Linked DNA regions of Mus musculus: regions 1, 3 and 4 are each linked to region 2. The links are chromatin contacts, called in public promoter capture Hi-C maps. All regions are on one chromosome and are shown on one strand. The core of a region is the stretch at or near the end of the contact, and the rest is flanking DNA. Distances in the headings are between cores, read along the strand shown. Region 1 holds the start of Fam160b1 (family with sequence similarity 160, member B1). Region 2 holds the start of Acsl5 (acyl-CoA synthetase long-chain family member 5). Region 3 holds the start of Xpnpep1 (X-prolyl aminopeptidase (aminopeptidase P) 1, soluble). Region 4 holds the start of Add3 (adducin 3 (gamma)).

What was found. Promoter capture Hi-C pulls out the DNA fragments that hold promoters and counts their contacts. Capture Hi-C pulls out chosen DNA fragments and counts their contacts.
Region 1: a promoter capture Hi-C map of liver shows a contact between it and region 2, with 2.3 times the contacts expected there. The contact joins the promoter of Fam160b1 here to the promoter of Acsl5 in region 2. A contact is called at or near these places in 1 of 39 promoter capture datasets (liver), 1 of 484 Hi-C or Micro-C datasets (B cells), 1 of 115 datasets of contacts at active chromatin or transcription factors (hepatocytes) and 2 of 9 other capture datasets (adipose tissue and liver).
Region 3: a promoter capture Hi-C map of liver shows a contact between it and region 2, with 4 times the contacts expected there. The contact joins the promoter of Xpnpep1 here to the promoter of Acsl5 in region 2. A contact is called at or near these places in 1 of 39 promoter capture datasets (pre-B cells) and 2 of 9 other capture datasets (adipose tissue and liver).
Region 4: a promoter capture Hi-C map of pre-B cells shows a contact between it and region 2. The contact joins the promoter of Add3 here to the promoter of Acsl5 in region 2. A contact is called at or near these places in 5 of 39 promoter capture datasets (the 3T3-L1 cell line, the C10 cell line, embryonic stem cells and 2 more).

What each region holds. Positions count from the first base shown.
Region 1 is chr19:57,359,359-57,362,327 of GRCm38.p6, forward strand. It overlaps Fam160b1 (family with sequence similarity 160, member B1), which reads left to right and starts at 1,651. Exons shown (of 17, transcript NM_145505.4): 1 at 1,651-2,012. The coding sequence starts at 1,968. B230217O12Rik (RIKEN cDNA B230217O12 gene) reads right to left here and starts at 1,541. Exons shown (of 3, transcript NR_040316.1): 1 at 656-1,541.
Region 2 is chr19:55,252,048-55,254,751 of GRCm38.p6, forward strand. Acsl5 (acyl-CoA synthetase long-chain family member 5) reads left to right here and starts at 1,322. Exons shown (of 22, transcript NM_027976.2): 1 at 1,322-2,119.
Region 3 is chr19:53,036,904-53,040,009 of GRCm38.p6, forward strand. It overlaps Xpnpep1 (X-prolyl aminopeptidase (aminopeptidase P) 1, soluble), which reads right to left and starts at 1,667. Exons shown (of 20, transcript NM_001374834.1): 1 at 1,611-1,667.
Region 4 is chr19:53,141,496-53,144,437 of GRCm38.p6, forward strand. Add3 (adducin 3 (gamma)) reads left to right here and starts at 1,261. Exons shown (of 15, transcript NM_001277100.1): 1 at 1,261-1,594.

The DNA of each region.
Region 1 (2,969 bases), core at 401-2,900, 2.1 Mb after region 2:
CTATACATTAGTGCCTCCTCCAGCATTCGGAACGGGAGTAGGAAATCTATCTACTGGCTATACATTAGTGCCTCCTCCAGCATTCGGAACGGGAGTAGGAAATCTACCTACTGGCTTTACATTAGTGCCTCTCCCAGCATTCGGAACGGGAGTAGGAAATCTACCTACTGGCTCAGTTACAGTTCTAGCTAACTTGTGCGTCTTAGAAATTAGGGACCAGGCAGATAAATCATTGAGTATTGATATTAACCCATAGCCAAACATATATTTTATTGTGCTTATAATAAGTATGCAAAGTTAAATATCCATCACACACAACTTGTAGCCCGCCTAAACATCACTCCCTACACAAGTTGTGGCTGCAGGACATTGTGAAAATACAAACTGCCATGTAATTAGCCAGGAAAATTATTATGGTTGATAAACTGACCAAACCTCATAAGTAGTATGAATAATAACAACAAACATTGTGTGCTCTAGGATGGAGCAGGAACAAGGACCTTGAACGTGGCAAGGAACACAGCTCAATGTCCAACAAATAACAGAGGATGTTGCCAGCGTTTTAGTTTACAGAAAGCAAGGCTATGCTTACCTGCTTTTGAGCATAGCAGAAGCAAACAACCAAAGCATGAGAAAGACTCGAGTCTCCCCTTACCTTCTCTCTTGGTTTCCTCTCCTCTTGTGTTGTTACTAATGTTATAACAAGGAGGAGAGCCTGTGATCCCCGGCTTTCTTCACTGCTACATTGGTAACCTCACGGCCCAGAATGGCAGAGCTGGATCCAAACAGGCTTCTCAACCCTGCTCAGAGTTGCGGCGCCCTCTTCTGCCCTCTGCTCAACGAATTATACTATCAATAGGTATTTTTCATCCATGTTAATGAGAAATCTACTTCACCCTAATGCAGAACTCCCCGATCCTTTTCGTGAAATGCTAATACCAGCTTGAAACAAAGTTCTTCAGATTTTCAGAAGTTGCATCAACCATCTTAAAATGGTCAGTGTTTCCTCTACGCCTTGTTTAATACACATTTGCATAGTGTTTTAGGAAGCCTCCAGCCCAGGGCTCATTAACTTGAGGCTTCACTCATCGGTGTTAGGCATCCTGAATATTATTTCCTTTTCCAGAAACACACTGAAACCTTGTAGGCCACCATCCTGCGTTATTTAACCGAACCCTCATCCCACGTGTCCATTTGGCATTTCCGGGTTTTGATAAGGATAAGCTATTTTAGTCTAGCGGGATCTTCCCACCTGCATTGGATGCGGTCGAATCCCTAGCACGTGGACCCGCTGTCCGTTTTTTGCGTTCGGGATGCTGGTATTTTCCCAGCGGCCTTCCAGTCTTGCCCTACGTATGGTACGCAAGCGCAGCGTCAACACGTCGCTGCCAAATCCTCACACTGCTCTCTGGTCACCGAGAGACGAGTGCCAGCACCGCCGGGTGCGCCACGCCAGGCCCGCCCTCCCTCCTGGCCTCAGCCTTTCAGCGCCCCGCCGACCCCGCCCGCCCTGCTCTCCCCATCGGCCCCGCCCTCAAGTCGGCCCCGCCCTCCCTGCTGGCCCCGCCCTCCCCGCCCTGGCCTCTGCGCGCCCCGCCCCGCGTCCAGCGACGCCGGCAGCGGAGACCTGGGCTTCCCCGGGCCGCATCAGCGTCCCCTGCAGGCCGCGGCGGGCACGGCAGCCGGAAGAGCCCGAGCTCCTGCCACCGTGTCCGCGTCGCCGCCGCTGAGCTCCGCGGTGCCCCGATTGCAGCCGAACGACCTCGGAGCCGCCCGCCGCGGCCCCGCGTCCTCCGATCAGAGCCGCCGCGCCTCCCGCCCGGCCTCCGCCCTCCGCTCCCCGCCCGGGCCCGCCCGCACCGGCCTTCACTCTGGAGCGGCCCGGGCAGCCGCAGCAGGGGCGGCGGCGGCGCATCGAGGAGCTCTCCAGGTCGTCCCGGGAGAAGCTGCTGCAGTCCCGGGACAGGATGTTCTCCAAGCTTACGTCCATCCTGCAGCATGCCGTGGAGGCGGTGAGTCCGATTGGGGTGCGGGGGGCTGCGAGGCGCGGGGAGGGAGGCTGCGGCGAGGCCTGGGCACCCCCGGGGCCTCTGCTCTCCAGCCGGGGACCGGGCGGCTCCCGAGGCCTCCTGGCCGTTAACCTCCGGGGCTACGTGGCCAGCGCCGCGCAAGACAAAAGAACGGCGGTGCTGGTGGGCAGGGCTTGCTTTTGCTTTGGTACGGGTGAGAGAGGAGCGGCGGGGACCCTGGGGCCCGGTCCACACCGGTACCGGCTCTGCCAGCTCGGGCCCAGCGGCCCACCTCGGCCGGACCTCGGTGATCGATCTGCGGGAGTTTGCGGGTCCGCGATCGCCCAGCTCACACCATCTGTTTCCCTTTTCTTGTCTGTAATGCGCTTCCTGGAGGCTCTTGGCGCAGCCTGCAACCGCTGTACTGTGAGCCTGGTCCTAAACAGCACCGGGGGGACAGAACTCAAACCGCCAAACGTACAGCACCCAAAAACCTAGGAAGAGAATGCTTTTCTTGTCGGTGCTAAACGCGACCCTTTGCTTTATTTTACTAGCTAATTTTGGACTGAGTATCATCCTATGTGAAGAAAGTTACTGTGTTTTTTTTTTTTTAATGGCATTTTCTTTGCATATTGAGAATGGCCTAATAGTAGCACTTTCAAATTCACATGACTTTCTAAAGAAAAGTAAAAAGATGACAAAATACCACGGTGGTTTTTAGGGTCAGCTAAGAAAATTAGAGTTGTGAGTTTCAGATATGGAGACAAAATTTTAACACAATTGCTTTTTACATACTTCGTGGAATTTGGGTTTCGCTTGGTGGCACATCAAACAAGAAAGAAATGGGGTTGCCTGAGGAGCAGTGTTGACACATGGGGTAGAGAACTGCACTCTAAGATGCCAATTCTACTTTTCTTGCTTAATATGGAGTCAGTGTGCAACAGCATTGGTAAAATAATT
Region 2 (2,704 bases), core at 72-2,571:
AACCTAGCTGCTGTGACCATTCTCAAGAGGTAAGCTGCCTTCTCTGGCCTATGGGCTAGAGGGAGTAGATAGATATGGCGGGGGAGAAAGTGAGTGTGTATTCATCTGTAACCTGACTAAAGCTCTTTCATAACAGGGGTGATAATCTCTCAGCTCACTTGTGTGGGAGGCAAAGAAAGATGTCAATTTGAAAGGAAAACATTTGAGCCACTTGACTCTTAGAAGAGGAAAAAAAAATCAAAAGAATTGGAAGAGAATGTGAGGGTATAAAGCCTTTTGTAAAGGGTAAAGTTGGAGCAAGGATGCAGGTTTCTTTCATCTTCCATTCAGAAATTCTTAAGAGGAGCCACTTAACAATTGTTGATGTCTCCGGAGGGAGGAAGGACTTCCGGGTTGTGACACTCTTAGGGTCTGGAAAGCATCCTAAAGGCAGGGTATGTGGTGACATTAGGAGCATCTCCTATAAGGGGAGTAGTATGCCTAACCCACTAGTATAGCTAGTGGTAGAGCTATAGTTGACCTAGTCTGTCTCTACGGTCTGCTCCATCGTATAGAAATCTTGGGCGATGTCAGAATCCTCCCCATGTGGGAAACATTTAGAGTGTCATTACCATGCGGTGGAACTGGATGGAAAGACAAGACAACAAGATCTTAGAATGACCCAGCCCTTGCTGAAACGGACACTTAATTCTAGAGATCCATGACGTCAAAAACAACAATTAGACTAGTTGGTGTGCTCCTGCTATGGGAGATGGGATAAAACAGGACTTAGAAACCAGAGATAGATATCCTAGATAGACATCTGAGGCTTGGCATGCACTTTCCCACCTGAGGTTTTCCTGGGGGGGGGGGGGACGCCGGGGGGGGGGGGGAGAAAAGTCTCCTGGGAAGCTGAGCTCCAAAATTAAACAAAAGCTAGAGGCACCTCTATCCGTCCTTCCCAAGGGGTCAGACCTGCAGGTCTCTGAGGTGTGGCACCGGTTTGTTTTTCCTGGTCTTTATAGCAGGGGTGGGTGGGTATGGGGTGCTCTCTGCACAAAGAAGGAATCCTAAGGTAGGCTAGCACTCTAGTGAAGTCTTCACCTTGAACTTCCTGTCAATCCTTGGAGGGATCAAGGCCGGGAAAATGCTACTTGATTCTGCGTGTCGTGAGGTTGCAGCGGGAGTGGGGGAGAGGGAGGGGGCAGAACCTGTCATCTCTCTTCCAATTCTGAGACCGAGGTCTCCTTGTGTCCCTGGGAGACCAGAACCTCAAAGGGTGATCGATTAAGACAACTGTGAACCCGGATAATGCTGAGGTGTAAGAGGGGTCACAGAACACATTTCATCCTTAAACTTGGCGGGGTGAGAGCCGGAGCTGAGCTGGTGTGTCTGCGGAAAGGGAGCCACTTCAACTGAATGGCTCTCTGCCCCCGTGGTTCCTGGCTTATTTATCTATTCTGTTGTCTCTGCGAGGTGCAGAGGTGCCTGGCTTTTTGAATCAGGGAGGTCTGGGGACTGGCGAAAGGAGCTACACAGAGAAAGAGACAGTCGTGCTGCATCTAACCTAAGGGCGGAGGTCCCTCTAGCTGGACTTTCCTGTCCTGCGAACGCAGCGGGGAACAACGTCACCTCCGTTTCTCTGGCAATGAACCCAGGGCCACCTCAACTCGTTTTCATTTGGATTTTCATCTTGGAGAAGAGCTAGTGGGACCAGCGGGAGCAGGTGGACTGTGTTGATGCAAAGGTGGCTCGTGTTTCAGCCCCTGGGGATTGAGGTTAAAGGCTTTGAAAACCGGCTAGGGTAGCTTTGGATATCTGTCTCCTCCTAGTCAAAAGCGGTTCCACTTTCAGTTGTGAAGGAGGAGGGAAAAAAAAGCCAAACCAGGAAGTGAAGTCCCCAGCACCAGCATGTCAGAAAGCCCGGCTATGGCCTGGCTGGGACAGATCAGGGCAGGGCAGAAGTGGGGCCACTAGCCAGGCTGCCTGCCTGCCTGCCTGCATGGACGCTCTGAAGTCACCCTGCCCGCGGAGAAGCCCGGGGTGAGGAAGGGAGGACCGAGGCTCTCCTGCCAGCAAGAAGCCGGAGCCAGAAAGCCTCACTCGGAAGCTCCAAGGCGTGCGTGCGGCCCTTCCCAGGGTAAGGGATCTGGAGCCGGGTGTGATCCTAGGACGGGGCTCCTGCACGCGTGACAGAGGCATCCCAAATCCCTCCTCCCTGCCCACTTCAGGAAGCTGCTTGGAATTCAAAGCTTGCTGTGCCTCCACGTGTGCGCGCCATGCTCTCTCTGCCTGGGAGTGGAGGGCTCCTCTGCATCAGGAGGGATGAGGGGAAGGAGGAAGAGGACACAGGGAGGGACTTTCTCTTAAGGGGTGGAATACAAGCAGAGACCTTTTGGCAGACCCGAGCACGTGGCGGCATAGCTCCCTGGGGTGGGCTGGGGGGTGGGGGTGGGGGGTTAACCCTGATTTTCACTGAGTTTTGACTCCCTCTGATGGTAAGAGCTAAGGAATCAGTCCAAAGAGATGGAGATACAGGCCGAATGAAGCTGGGTCTCTTTTCAGAGCTATAAACACTGGTTAGACCTAAGATGCTCTTAAAGGGTTTTGGGAGCCTTGAAAAGGGGCTGCAGGAGCTGGGCTTTGATACCTCCTAGTGGTATCGCCCCTCCCCCTCCCCTTTGACAGTCTAGTCTGAATGGCAGGGTTGAATCTAAACTTCCTA
Region 3 (3,106 bases), core at 417-2,916, 2.2 Mb before region 2:
CTTTGCTCTGACAATGACAATCCCCATACCCATTTCGGTCCAAGGGTTTGGTGTAAGTACCTATCACCTGCTGTTATCACATGAACCCATGCGCATCATGGATGCAAGCTTGGTAAATACACCCCTCTGGTCCTAACGACCAGTTCAGATAGCATGAACCATCAAGTGAGTTCAGTGAGAAGGAGATCTAAGACCTCTGCTCCAGCCGCACCATAAGGCTGTTTCTAGTGACTGTCAGCCTAGAACTCTCACCACCTGCGGGAAGGAAAAAGTCTGCCCAAGCGAGAGCTGAACACAACTGGAGCTAGAAGTGAGACGGGGAAGACAAGTCTGGTGCCAGGATTGGTTCGACTATCTTTGGCTTCACTAACAGCCACCAGCCTCCATTTGCCTCCTTCAAGGAGTTCAGTTTGACCTTCTAAACTGAAAGGGGTCCTCATCTGTACACTGGATGGCACTGAAATTCTACCACTTCCGGAAGGCACCCTCCCTCTCAGCCTACCATCTGACGTTCACTGACCACCCCCAATACTGTGACTACGGATCCAGGATCCAGCAACGACTGTGGTGTGGTCCTCAAGCTGCCTCCGAACCTTTGACATTACATCATTATCCAATTGCCTGACTTTATTTCCAGCAGAAGACGTCCAGGAAGGTCTAACCACATGGACAATTACCCACACCACCCACCATCGTGCATATATAAACTTCTTGGTCACACTTAACACGCTGTGACAAGACCAGGTCTGGGTCAAGGTAGGCTTGAGATCTGTCCACTCACAGAAACAGGCATAATATGGTCGGAATTTCACAAGTCGGGCTGCGGTGCCTCATGTGTTCTTTCAAGACTCAACTGGTCTGAGAGGATGGGTACGCCCCTGTGCATCCCCTCAGAGTTTTAATTCTGGTTTTATGTTCTTAGCATCTCCCACTTTAAATAACCAAGTGTGCCTGGTTCGGGTGCAGAAGGGATACACTAAAGCATGTTCAACATGAGTCTGGGAAGTGTCTTCTCACTTCCTGTGTCCAAGAAGAACCCAGAGCAGGCTCCAGGAGGATTTTCCGGAAGGCTATGCCTATCTGTTTCCTGATACAGCCCCTGAGACCATTTGGGTGGGGAGGGCACAACGGCTGCCTGTCTCTGTTGGGAGTTTGAATCAAGAGGTAAAATGCAGTCATCAGAATGATCAGGGTTGTAACTTTAGATCGCCGCCGTGGAGGAAGGAAAAGGGCAGGGGCACAATCACTTCTGGGTACCCGGGGTGGATCCAAGAGGGACCAACTTCCTGCAACAGCAGGGCCTCCCCTCAGGGTCGGGGGTGGTAAGGATCACCGCTTTCCCGGGACCAGCGAGGCAGTTCCTCGGTCACACTGGTCCCTGGACCGGCTCCGGCCGCCCGGAGGTGCCCGGGGGCCCCGCCGGAAGCGAGCTGAGTCCTGCCGGGCTGCACAGATCGTTCCCCGGTTCCCGCTGGGGCAACCCCCGCTAGCCAAGGCCATCCCCGGACGGCCGCGGGCCCGTCGCTGCTCGCCCTCTCGTCCCTACCCTCCCGGGGGTGCAGCTCGCGCGCCGGGCGCCGGATGCCGGTCAGCCGGCACAGTCCCCTCACCTTACTCGCGGCGGCTTTCTGGAGGCTGCCATTCGGCGGTGACGTGCCCCAGCCCACGTCAGGGGAGCGCAGACCAGCTGATCACCCACGGCCAGGCGCGCGCACCGGGCAGGCCACTCCTCCCCTCTGTGGCGTGCTCACGCAGAGGCTCCGCCCCGCTGTAAACCCCGCCCGTTCACCGGAGTGGGCGTGGCCGAGTGTCAGAATTCCAAAACCTTTGGGCTGTTGCTTGGAGAGGGTGTGGTGTTCTGTGCAACCAATTGGGAGAGGCGCCGGTCAGTCGTCACTGATCTTCCTCTCCATTTAAGAGGAAGGACAGGCGTTTTGCCAGCTAAGGAAGCTGCATGCTTCTCCGGTTTGTTCCAGCTTTTAGGTCAGCTAAGACGAGAGAGTCGTGGCCAGCTCTGCAAGAACCTATTTTAGGGTCCTGGAGACACTGACTGGATCAGGATATAACTTGCTGAGACCTTAGAGATGTCTTCCAAATGATTATTCCCAACAGCTTCAAAACTTACTGCTCACTTGGGCTAACGATCGGGCGTTAAAGCGTCCAAACCTAGCTCCTAACCCTATGTACAAACAAAAACATTCTTCACGTAGGGCTTTTTCATCTCAGTCGGTGGCTATTCCATGTTTTAAGGGCAAAAATCTTGACGTAATATCTGCCTTATTCCCCGGTCCATGCCCCATCTGCCCAAGATCCGCTTGGTCCTGGCTTCAAAGTAGATCCGTAGCCCCACCCACTTCCATCACGTCACCTATCTGGGGTGCATCACTTCCACCTCACCTGTGTGACGCCTGCATAGAAGCCAGACCGAACCTACCCTGAGGTGTCCACTTGACCATTCTAGAATCGCCTGGGAGAAAAAGCCCCTGGGCCTGGCTGGAGGGTTGTCTTGTGTTATTTAAGACGGGCAGAACCACTCCCTAGGTAGAGGATTCTAGACTGTATAAAATCAATGGAAATGAGCTGAAGACGAGCATGAATATATTACTCTCGCCTCTTGACTACCGATGTAAGGCCTGGCTCCCTGACTAGATGAACGGAAACTGGAAGCCGAAGAAGTCCTTTACCCCTCAAATTCCTTTCGCCAGAATGTTTTATCACAACGACGGGAAAAGAAACTAAGCAGTCCCCATTTCATTTGGAGTGACTCTTCTTAATCACAGCTCACAGGTCACCTCACTCCACCTAAGCTGGCCTTCCCTATCTTTGACACTCACAGTCCCGTCAAGTGTCACCTCCTCGATGAAACCTGCTTAAAGCTGTAAACCGCTTGGACCCATCCGGGCCCCTTTCCCACAGCTTCTACTGTTGTTCACCGGAGTTCATCTTCTGAGGATAGTCTCTCTACCCTGCACACATACTATAGCCATCAGAGCAAGAGTTGTTTCTGTTGCTTAAAAATGGGCAGGAGGGCTAGAGAGATGGCTCAGCGGTTAAGAGCACTGACCGCTCTTCCAGAGGTCATGAGTTCAAATCCCAGCAACCACAT
Region 4 (2,942 bases), core at 11-2,510, 2.1 Mb before region 2:
GGGTTAACCCCAGGGACCATGAATCACTAGAATGGTGTTGGGAGGAGTGTGCTTGAGGGTGAATTCGTGCAGTGGAGAGGGCATGTGTGCCGGAGTGGTGTGCAAGTCGTGGGTGGCAGAGGAGAGCAGCGAGCGTGTGCCTGGAGGTCTATTTCGAGAATAGGTTGGGGTGAGAAACCCGTCTGGGAGGCGGGGGTGGGCAGCCCAGTGTCACCTGTGGAGGGATCCCCGACTCTGCAAATGAGTGTTGCAAAGTTTGCCTGGCTTTAGACAGATTTTGAAGGCTGCTGGCGGAGCCTAGACTTTTCATCTCCCAAGAGGTCAGCTCTCAGAAGGTTTAAGAGGCAATTAGCCAAAGTAGGAGTGCAGAGTTTGGGCTGGTCCAAATGAATATAAAGGCCCTTGCCCCGTCCCTCTGTGGGAGTGAGTGAAGGCGGGAGGCTCCCCCAAACGCAAATATGCTGAAGAGAAAATCGAGGCCCCCTCCTGTGGGAGCCGAGCTGAAGTCCAACTATTGTGGCCTCTCCCCCCAAAAACCCAGCGGCCTCAGTGGGCCACAGAAGCTCAATCTGAAAGCTACGGCTCAGCTGAGATTCACTGGGTGGGGGAAGCACGTTAGGACTGGGGAGGTAGATGTTTCCGTGGCGTCACCCTCCCACTCTCAATCGGGTTTCTCTCGGGGTCGTTTCCTTCTCCGGCAGCGGATCGGAGCTGCACTGAGGGAGGAAGACCTTGCAGAGGCGCCAGGCAGGCGCCCTGCAACAGGCCCTCCGCCTGCGGAGCACGTAGGCCCCCACTGCCGCAGCTGCACGGATACGGAGCTTGCAGCTCGAAGGGGGGCCTCGAGGGGCGGGGCCAGAGATCTCAAGGGGCAGCAGAGGCGGGGCCTGGACCTGCGAGAGCCTGTTGGGGGCGTGGCCTATTAGGAGCGGAGCAAAAACGCTGGGCTGGCGAAGGGCGGAACCAGGGGCACGCTTTTGAGCTACGAGGGCCCAGCCCGTACTGGGCGGAGTGAAGGCTGCTGGGGCGTGGCCTATAAGAGGCGGGGCTAGAGCTCTCGGGCCATGGGGCGGGGCCTTGAAGCTGGGGTACTAGAAGGGTCAAGCCTGTAGAGGGCGGAATCAAGAGCCCTGAGGCGTGGCCTGTGGTAGGCGGGGCCAAGGCGTTCAGGCCTGTGGGGCGGGGCCTTCGGGGTGCTAAGCGAGACTAAGCCTGTAGGGGGCGGAGTCCTGGACCCTGTGGAGGCGGAGCCCAAGGGGCGGGCCAGAGGGCGTTCGTGGGGAGTTCGGCTGGTCCCGCCAGAGCGCGAGGCGCCCGCCGGTAACGGTCGTGCGGGCGAGGGGCTGGAGGGAGAGGAAAGGGCTTTAAATGATGTTTTGAAGCAGCGAGAGCTAGACGCGTCGGCGACCAGGTGTCGCCACTTCCCGCTGCCGAGGGCTCGGCGTCCAGGTCCTGCGTCTCCACGCCCCCTCCCTTCCCGGCCCTCTCCTCGGGAACCGAGCGAGCGACGTTAAGAGGCGGCTGCGGCGGACCGGGCGGCCGCTGCAGCCCGGCGGTGGCGAAGGAGTGGGCACAAAGCCGGCTGCGCTGCGAGGTAATCCTGCGGGAGCGGAGGGCCCGGGGTCCCGCCGCGCTTCCCACGCCGAGGGGGCTTCGGACTGGCTGGCCGCGCGGCCTCAGGTGAACCGTGCTCGGGGCGGGAACGCGAGCCCCACGGGGCCGAGGAGTGCAGACCTGGGGGCGAGGAGTCGGGGTGCGGCGCCGCAGAGTGGGCCGGGACTCACCCGGGCGTCCCCGGCTTCCCCCAGCGAGGGCGTGGGATTGCAAAATCCTGTTCTGCGGGGAGCCTTGCTGACCCCGAAGGTGCTCGCGGGGACGGTGGGAGGTTCCCGCGCTTGGAGAAGGTGGAAGAAGACCGTGTTGATTTGTTGTTTTCTTTTTTCTTCTTCTTTTTTTTTTACCCCCTCGTGGCTTAAGAAACTTCAGTCACAAGTTGAAATTGTTCAACCACTTTATCTAATCAGTGTGACCCTCCCCAGCACACACACACTAAAAGTGCGCACGAGCACGCGCGCGCGCGCGCACACACACACACACACACACACACACACACACACACACTATAACCTTTCAAGCATTCCTGATACTTTATTCTTCCTTGCGGGGTGACAGCCCAGTTGGCAGCAGATTTGGTTTGCTGGTGTTTGGGGCACTTCCAACCTCTTTGGAGGTATGTAATAGCTGAGGCAAGGCCACTATTAAACCAGGCCTCTATTAAAATGACAAGAATGGCCTCAGGTGAACTTTTTTTGTTGCAGAGATTTAATTGCAAGTAGATGCCCGTTTAAAGTGGGAGTGTAAGGAAAACCACTAAATATCCTTGGCACATGTGCTCTTGGAATTGACTTTGCTAGAGTGGTGTGGGATTTAGCTCAGCCAAGAGGCTTTGAGTGAGGATTAGGAGCCAGGCTCAGGAAGGAATTGATAAGACTCTGGGGCTTGGGATGAGCTACATAAACATGTGTGAGTTCTTTACAGTGATTTATAAAATTATAGAAATTTTAGAGTTAGCAGTATGAAATGATTGCCTTTCTTAGAATGGACTCCATCCTCAGTGTGCTGAACATGTACTGATTTGGGTTTTGGCAGACTTCTAGTAAGAGTACAGTGTAATATGTCCTTTTAAAATGAAGTTACTTGACCAGTAGAATGACCTGTGTATTTAAGGTACAAGGCTGACTCATTGATAGAATTGTTTCTTTTCGAGCACTTCTGGAAGATGTTATAGCTAAATCTCCTTTGTGTCGGACTTAACTTGCAGGGTAACTTTTTTTTTTCCTAAAATTGATCAGATTAACTGTAGTTATGAGTAGTGGCCGGACACTTTTCTACAGTTCCCCCACCTCATTAAATTGACCCAGGAGTGTCAGCATGTTGGTAAT